Regions from separate parts of the Sus scrofa genome. Here regions 1 and 3 are each linked to region 2. A link is a contact called in public Hi-C data. All regions are on one chromosome and are shown on one strand. The core of a region is the stretch at or near the end of the contact, and the rest is flanking DNA. Distances in the headings are between cores, read along the strand shown. Region 1 overlaps LOC102160723 (a long non-coding RNA gene). Region 2 has its middle 120 kb from the start of NUAK1. Region 3 overlaps LOC106507478 (a long non-coding RNA gene).

Region 1 (2,738 bases), core at 103-2,602, 250 kb after region 2:
CGAAGGTTAACTGAAATAATCTCTGTAAAACACCTAACTCCTTCATAATAGGTTTAGCTGCCGATGAGAGAAAATCCAAAATGAGAGCATCTTAAGTGCCCAAGAATTCATTCCACAGGTAACCGATGCCAGGAGCTAGCAGACCCCAGCTGAGGTGTTGATCTCGTGAAGTCATAGGGAGCTAGGAGCCTATCTTCTGGCTCTACTATTACTACAGAGAGAGAGATGCATCTGAGAGAGAGATGGCACCTTGCAGGTAATCTCACGGTCCAGGCGTCACAAATGCGGAGAAGGCTTTCCTCAAATGTCTGTCCATCTTTTAAGAAGCCCTTCCGGTAGTCAGTGCCAACATCTCCGTTCCAGACTATGGGCTAGAACTGGGTCACACAGCCACCCCCAAACCATGAGAGGCTGGGAAATAGAGACTTACATCTCATGACCTCAAGAACAGAAGGGTCCCGTTAGGAAGAAAGACAACTGGGCTGTTAGCAGGCACCTGGCAGTCTCTGCCGTAGGACCTGGTAGAAGCAAGCGGCCAGTTAAGGTTCGTTGTTACTGTTCTTGGTGGTGGCAGCGCTATGTCAACAAAAACAGGTCTTTAAAGCGTATTCCTATTCTTCTGGAGGACCAGTAGGATAACACAGGTGATTTCAGGCAGCCACACATCAGTACTCACAGGTATTTGTAATGGGTGCTGCCCTGACAAAGTTATTCCCAGTAGAGAACACAGACCAGCTGTTTTAACGCGGCTTAAAAAAAATAATAAAAAGTTGTTTCAATCTTAGAGCTATTCTATAACTAGTAAACAAATATGTGTTTACCCCTAAGCCCCATGCTAAGTGAGGACGATATAAAAACACAGGTCCCAGTTCTCTCTCTCTCTCTCTTTTTTTTTTTTTGTTTGGTCTTTCTGCATTTTTCTAGGGCTGCACCTGTGGCATATGGAGGTTCCCAGGCTAGGGGTCGAATCGGAGCTACAGCTGCTGGCCTACACCACAGCCACAGCAACACGGGATCCGAGCTACGTCTGCGACCTACACCACAGCTCACAGCAATGCTGGATCCTTAACCCACTGAGCGAGGCCAGGGATCGAACCCGCAACCTCATGGTTCCTAGTTGGATTCATTAACCTCTGAGCCACGATGGGAACTCCACAGGTCCCAGTTCTCTAAGGGCTCACAGACAGGTGCTAGAAGCAGCCAGTAGAGCATCACGGTGCATGGAGGACAGAGGTAAACACCAGCGGTCCAGGAGACACAGGAGGGATGGCGGGGATGACCCGTCCTGGAGGCAAAGGATGCATTCCAGAGGAAGCAGCAGGTTGTGCAAATCCCAGTGGGAGGGAGGAAGGGCCCCAAAGGGGAAGATGCCACTCTCCCCAGGGACAGAGACACCAGAGGGAACCATGCGGTCTCAGGGGAAATGTCAGTACAGTGGCTCCATGTGGCTTTAAAAACCAGCAGCACATCCTCAGTGGAGAACAACATCCATCCTTCTGAGAGTTCCTGTCGTGGCTCAGCGGCAACAAACCCAACTAGGATCCATGAGGATTCAGGGGTTTGATCCCTGGCCTCGCTCAGGGGGTTAAGGATCTGGCATTGTCGTGCGCTGTGGTGTAGGTGGCAGACATAGCTCAGATCTGATGTAGCTGCGGCTGTGGCGCAGGCCAGCAGCTGTAGCTCCAACTCAACCCTTAGCCTGAGAACCTGCATACGCCACAGGTGCTGCCCTAAAAAGAAAAAAAAAAAAAACATGTCCATCCTTTGAGCACTGATTTGACTTTCCAAAACAGCCAGAAGTCATTGGAAGCTAAGTCATGCAAACAAGTTGAGCAACTGAGATGGGAGTTTCTATCTCAAGGCAAACATGAGGTAGGGGGCGGGGAGCAAACTAACGGGACTGACATTCTTGTGCAATTCACCGCCTGACTTAAAAAACAACTTCCTCCTAAAGGAACAGAAAGATTTGTCCCAACAGTGGGCAGCACTTGACAGTAAGTCAATAAACAACCCCCTAAGGTGACCCCTTGGGAGGGGATAACACGTTGGGATGACTTGTCTATTAAATGTCACATTACATGATGGCTGTGCTTAATTTGTGGTTTATAGAGTCAATAAAAAGATCACTCCAGTCCAAATTCCTGGTAAATATTTCAATGCGGGACTCAGTGTAAAAATAAATTATCTCCATTCTCTCTATTAAAACTCTGTTTATTGTTCTACAGGAAATTTTTTAATGGTTCATTAATTAACATATACTGGTCCTTTAAGGAAATATGGATTTGCTGAGATTTTTGTATCTCCCCGATTTCAAAATATTCAGAAAAGGGTAACTCTTTTAATATTCTCCTCTTACATTTATTAAGTTGCTATTTCCAACCCCCTGCCCCTAAATATTTCTCAAGGTACCCTCTCCTCTTTTCCTCTTTGCCAGTGTCTTGATCCAAGCCCTCAGAAGCCCTCACCTACTCCAGGGAGTCACTTGCAACTGCTTTCCCTGTTCTTCTCGCCCCTTTTCCGTGACGTGTCCACAGGCTGCCTCCAGAGAGGTCTTTCCAAAAGAAAAGTGGAGTCTCCTCTGTTGCTTAAAGCTTCCCACGGTATCCCCTAGGAGACCCTTTAGAACCTCAAGTTCCACCGAACATCCCAAATCCTTCCCTGGGAAGAAAAATACAAGTCCTGCCTACTTTTCCAGCCTCATCTCTCCTCACTCCCAACCTGACGTTCCCAATTCCACT
Region 2 (2,731 bases), core at 123-2,622:
TCTTAGAAAGGACAACTGGATGGCACTGGGCTGGACATGGGGGAAGTCATAGGAACTCCATTAAAAGCCAGGGAGTATCAGCCATGTCCTCCAGCCAGACAGTACCACGTTGGCAGTTTATCCTCCATCTGAGTGCTGTGTTTACAGTTCTAAATGTATTTTGTCCCGGGGGCCATGGGACAGAGATGAGATGGATGCCTTCCAATCCCAACATAACCCAGCAGGGACAAAGGTCTAATAGACCGGCAGACCGAAAGGGGAACTAGAAGATGGGGGCCCAGCTGTCCAGGACCAGAGAATGCCAGACCCAGCACCCACTGAGATTCTCGACCCCCAAAGAGATTTGGGGGGAGAAAAAGTGGTGACGTCCTTCAGAAACATAACTCAGACAACAGCTGGGTTTCTGGAAACACTTGAGATGCAGATAAGATTGGCTTGAAAGCTCATTCCATTCTCCAGGCAGTCCAACTCTCTTCTCCAGACTTCTGAGTATTCTTGCCATCCTCCTGGCCCTTTTCCACCTTAAGAATAACCTCTCTCAGCTACGGAAACCCAGAGCTGACGTTCAGTTCCCACCTTGATTGTGATACAAAGCATCCTGCCTTGCCCCCGCCCCACCCCCACAAGTGTTTGAGAAGCCGTGAAGGGACTGGATCCTGAAGTCAGTCTGCCTAGACCTCCTGTCACTTACTGGCTTTGGGACCTTGGACAACTTCCCTAACTCCGCTGTGCCTCTGTTTCCTCATCGGGAAATCTGAAACAATAATGAAGTTGCTGTGGGGATTACAGGGCTTGATTTGTGAAAATTCCTAGGAGAGTTTCTGGCACAGAATAAGTCCTTAGAAGGGGTTGGTTAATATTTGCAGGTATATTGACAATCCCGGGTTCACAGAGGAAAAGTGGCACCCTGCCATAAACAAATCAAATAGCCAATTAGCCATTCCTGGCTAATTACATCTGTTCGGCTTCTTCCGCAAAAGGTTCTAATTAACCCCCGACTGTCTGGGGTATCTGTCTCCTGGTCTTCGCTTCTTTTTCTCCTTGCTTTGGCAGGGGGTCCCCAGAGTCGGGGTCCTGGCTGGCTGTAGCAGGGTATGGAGGTTTACAATGCAAGTCCCTGACAGCAATTTTACAAGAAGTTTTTTTTTTTTCCCCAGCTCAGATTTACTACTCTTGGTGTGTCTATGCCAGGGGGATTTCAGGCTAAAAGAGCCATCGTTATCTATTTCAGAGGAAGTGGGAGATGGGCGCTTCCAGACACTGTCTGTGCGCAGTCGGCTGCGGCTGTGAGTCAGTCATTCCTTGTCCCCTTTCTGCAGAGTCAAGGCAGGGGGCTGGCCTGGAGCTGGTCGAAGATTTATTTTAGAGTGTTGCTTAAGCCCAGTGCAAGCACCACGCTTCAGAGAGAGAAGACAAAAGAATCTCCATGAGCAAACATGGGAGGACTTGGCATTGATCTTAGAGTCCAAAGTCTCCAGCTTTGCCCCTTCCCGCTCTGTGACCTTGGGCAAATTACTTCACCTCTCTGGGCCTCAGTGTCCTTCCATGCAAAACGCAGTAGCTCTCTGGCTGCTACCGCAGTTCAGCCTGCTGCTGTATTTAAAAGACGATAGTGCATTTACTAAGCCTGGTATGCAGTGTGGGCTCAATAGGCAGCAGTTTTAACTTATCCAGTGCTCAGAACATTACAGTGAGGTAGGTGCTATTGCCCCATCTGAGCCAATCCCAGAGCTCACAAGCTGATGTACTTTGGAGCCAGGATGACAGCCTCACAGAGTCCACGTGTTTTGATTTTCTTTGTCTCTTACGTGAAATGCCCGAATGTATTCTTTTTGGAAAAACTCAATAATTCAAAAGCATAGAGAGGGAAGAGGGAAGTTTTCCCTTACGTGCTGACCGCACTCTCTTCCTCAGAGATACCCCACTATTAATAGTTCATTCTGGATGAGTGTTGTCCATTTTCTATGGAGTTCCATAGTTTTCACCTCACTTTAAAAATCTATCATCTATCGATCGATCCATCTAGCCAGTTCTGTGACTCAATTTTTGGCACTTAGCTTTATGTCTTGGAAATTTTTCCATATATATACAAAACTTTGTATTATGTTGGGAAACCACATTAAGAGTCCATAAAAATGACTGTGTGATAGATTATGTAATCTGATTTATTAATGGTTTCTCTATTGAAAATGTTTGGATTGTTTGTCGTGCTTCACCTTCGAACTTCATTTGGTGTTAGTGTAACAGGACTTTAAATTCTGATGTAATTGTATCTGTCAGTCTTTCCCTTACAGCTTCTGAGTTTTGTGTCTCATTTAAGAAGGACTTCTCAGAGTTTCCATCATGGCGCAGTGGAAACAAATCTGACTAGGAACTATGAGGTTGCAGGTTCCATCCCTGGCCCAACTCAGTGGGTTAAGGATCCGGCGTTGCCACGAGCCATGGTGTAGATTGCAGACACGGCTTGGATCCCATGTGGTTGTGGCTGTGGTTGTGGCTGTGACTGGCAGCTGCAGCTCCGGTTTGATCCCTAGTCTGGGAACCTCTATATGCTGCAAGTGCAGCCCTAAAAAGCAACAACAACAACAAAAAACGCCTTCTCCCCAGTCTTGAGGTTGTAAAAATACCCTCCTTCTATGTTCTCTTCTGGTATAACTAAAACCCCATCATGATCCTAGAAGTGGGGCCCAAAACATTGTCACTTAAGAGGCGGGGTTGGTATTATAACCCT
Region 3 (2,772 bases), core at 30-2,529, 130 kb after region 2:
CCAGCTTGGCTCATCATGAGAACTGCTTCCCGAGCTTTTCAGAAAGCCAATGCTACACCTCTGGAGATTCTCAAGTGAGGCCCAGGAATCTGATTTTTAGTACACTTCCAACAGATGCTGGTGCAGCCAGCTCAGACCCAGGCTGCAGGAAAAAATGTGGCATCCACTGCCACCATGCTATATTGCGTCACTAAAATGTGTGATTTTTAATGCTTCTCAGAGTAAAGAAAACCACCATTTATGTTTCCCAGTTTCATGTGGCTGATCTTCCGTCCTTCTGACAGACTTTCACATTTCCGAATGTTACAAATTGCTTTCTTTTTCTGGGATGTCAGGACATAACATTGGATCTTGGAGGCAACTGGCCCTTCCCAATGGAGCCCCCCAAAGTCATGGCTAATTCTTGTTCTCAATCCAATTATCTTTTCACAAAAGAAAGAAGCCTCTCTTATTTATTCTAGAGGAGAGAAGACTCAGGGGTAATCTAGGTGCCATTAAATATCAGTGACTCTTAAGTAAGGGGAAACAGAATTGTTCTAGTTACCAATAAGGTACATCTAAGATTGGGGTAGTCCTTTTAGGGCCACGCCAGCGGCACATGGAGGTTCCCAGGTTAACTGAACTGGAGCAACAGCGGCCGGCCTACACCAGAGCCACAGCAACTTGAGATCCGAGCAGTGTCTGCAACCTACACCACAGCTCATGGCAACGCCAGATCCTCAACCCATGGATGGAGGCCAGGGATCGAACCCGAGTCCTCACGGATACTAGTTGGGTTCGTTAGCCACTGAGCCATGACGGGAACTCCAGATTGGTGTAGTCTTAAGTCTTGTCAAGCCAAGAGAGTTCCAATTGACATCTCTTATTCTGGTGTCATTATTGATAGTGTCCCTTTTTAGTCTTAAACATGAACTTGGGTTTGGGCCATAAATAAAAGGGTCATTCCATGTAAGACCAGAAAGAAAAAAAGCTAAAGGAGATAAGTTTCTGTTCATTACCAGGAAGGAATTTCCACGAAAAGTGAAAAAATAAAAAATAAAACAAAAAAGCCCAAGATAAGCAATAAGGCTGCCAAGTTAGGGAGTGAGTTTCCTGTGCCTGGAGGTGTTAAAACAGAAGGCACATGGCAATTGGTTGGGGAGGATGGAAAGGAAGTAAGCATCAGAGGATGACCTTGGAAGTCCCTTTTGACTCCACCTCAGGGGACAGCAGAATCTGTGATGCCTGAGCTGTGGCAGGAGCATGCATCACACCCACACCCAGGGGGAGAGAAGCTGGGAACAGCAGGGCCTGTCCTCCTCCTCCTTGGGTGGAAGGCCATCCCTTGGGCAGTAAATACAAGATGTTTCCCAGTACTGAGGAACTGGAGAAGGCTCAAGGTATTTGGGATTTGGCTCTTAACATCACACCCGAGGTCCAGTGGCCTCTGCTGAGCAGATGAGGCAAAGCCTCAGGATGTGAGTGCACTAGATGGCCTTCCTTTCCTGGGAGCCACATCTGCTCCCATCTGTCATGGTGAAAAGTGCATAAAAATTTAGGCCACCACTCTGTCCCCTCCCCTTCCACCCCCAGGTCACTGGGCAAAGGTCCATTTGATCTTTGGTGGAGTCTGACCCCGGCTCACACGGAGTATCTCAGAGCTGTGCCAGGCGTTAGGGAGTTCCCCAGCATTCTTTGGGGGAGTTATCACTCTCAGCCCTGCCCTGCTTTCTAGGCCCTTCCACAGTTAGAAACTAAGGCACTGACCACTGCGAACTTCAAGATCGCACCCTGCGTTGGCTGCAGGGCCAGGGAGCTAAACCCTAGAATTGGGCACTTTTTTTTTTTTTTTTTTTTGGAAGTCACAGTTTATCCTTATATATTAGATTAGGAGAAAAATGAAGAAACCACAGGTAGCAGGAAGAAGCAAGAGTCTTCTAGGGTCTGGCATTTGATGAGACAGCTATCCAGTTACTGTGCATTTCTGATGGGTTTTCCATGGCAGAACATAGGGCAGACTCGTGCATGCCCAAGCAGGTTACTCTTATGTCCCAGCTATGTCGCTGGCAGGGTGTTGCTGCCACAGTACGGACTGTGCCCCAGACATAGGGGGATGCTGGTCTGCTCCCACCGGTCTTTATGCCATTCCTCACCACACGTGCTCTTAGCCAGAGTCCGTTTTCCAAGTTCCTGGTTTGGCAGACAACATTCTGCTCAATACAACTTTTGTCACAGGCTGAGATGAGACAGTTGCTTTCTGCTGAGGAACCTAGTGATGGGCTTTGAAGGGACTAGTAGCCAATTTGCTTGCGACATCAAGACGATGTGCAAGTTTCTTCCATGTTGGAAAGGAGCCGAGTCCAAGAGTTGGGTGGAGACACCATCTCCCCACAGTTGTCTTCACCCCCACATCCGCGCCCAGCAATACTCACTTCCGGGCCCCTGAGATTAGGGCGTGGGGCCTTTGCCTCCCGTGACAAGACTGTGCCCAGCAGGAGGGCTCCCAGGCGGGCCTCCTGGACCCTCCCTCCTTGAGCCCCCTTTTTCGAGCCCTCCTCCTCCCTCAGGCTGGAGTGCTTTTCTTTGTTGCAGAATGGAAGCTTCTGGTGCCCTTGGCTGCACCAAGTTGGAGAAGAATGTGAAACAGATAGGGTCAGAGTGCAGGTTCAGTGTTTGGATAAGAGTGGAAATGATGATTTGGTTGTGTTTGTTAATCACGTGTGCCATCTGGAGATTACTTGGCTGTTGTCACTCCTCAAGGAGTGAGATTTGCACAGCAAAAAGGTGTAATAC

The links. A called contact is a pair of places that touch in the nucleus more often than the background predicts.
Region 1: a contact with region 2 is called in a Hi-C map of liver, with 7 times the contacts expected there. A contact is called at or near these places in 5 of 47 Hi-C or Micro-C datasets (embryonic fibroblasts, liver and retroperitoneal adipose tissue).
Region 3: a contact with region 2 is called in a Hi-C map of liver, with 6 times the contacts expected there. A contact is called at or near these places in 1 of 5 promoter capture datasets (liver) and 5 of 47 Hi-C or Micro-C datasets (liver and skeletal muscle).

Annotation. Positions count from the first base shown.
Region 1 is chr5:14,457,954-14,460,691 of Sscrofa11.1, forward strand. All of the region lies in intron 2 of LOC102160723 (a long non-coding RNA gene), which reads right to left. Among named protein-coding and RNA genes, the nearest start is that of C5H12orf75, 300 kb to the right of the region's middle.
Region 2 is chr5:14,210,844-14,213,574 of Sscrofa11.1, forward strand. No RefSeq gene overlaps it. Among named protein-coding and RNA genes, the nearest start is that of NUAK1, 120 kb to the left of the region's middle.
Region 3 is chr5:14,340,837-14,343,608 of Sscrofa11.1, forward strand. All of the region lies in intron 2 of LOC106507478 (a long non-coding RNA gene), which reads right to left. Among named protein-coding and RNA genes, the nearest start is that of NUAK1, 250 kb to the left of the region's middle.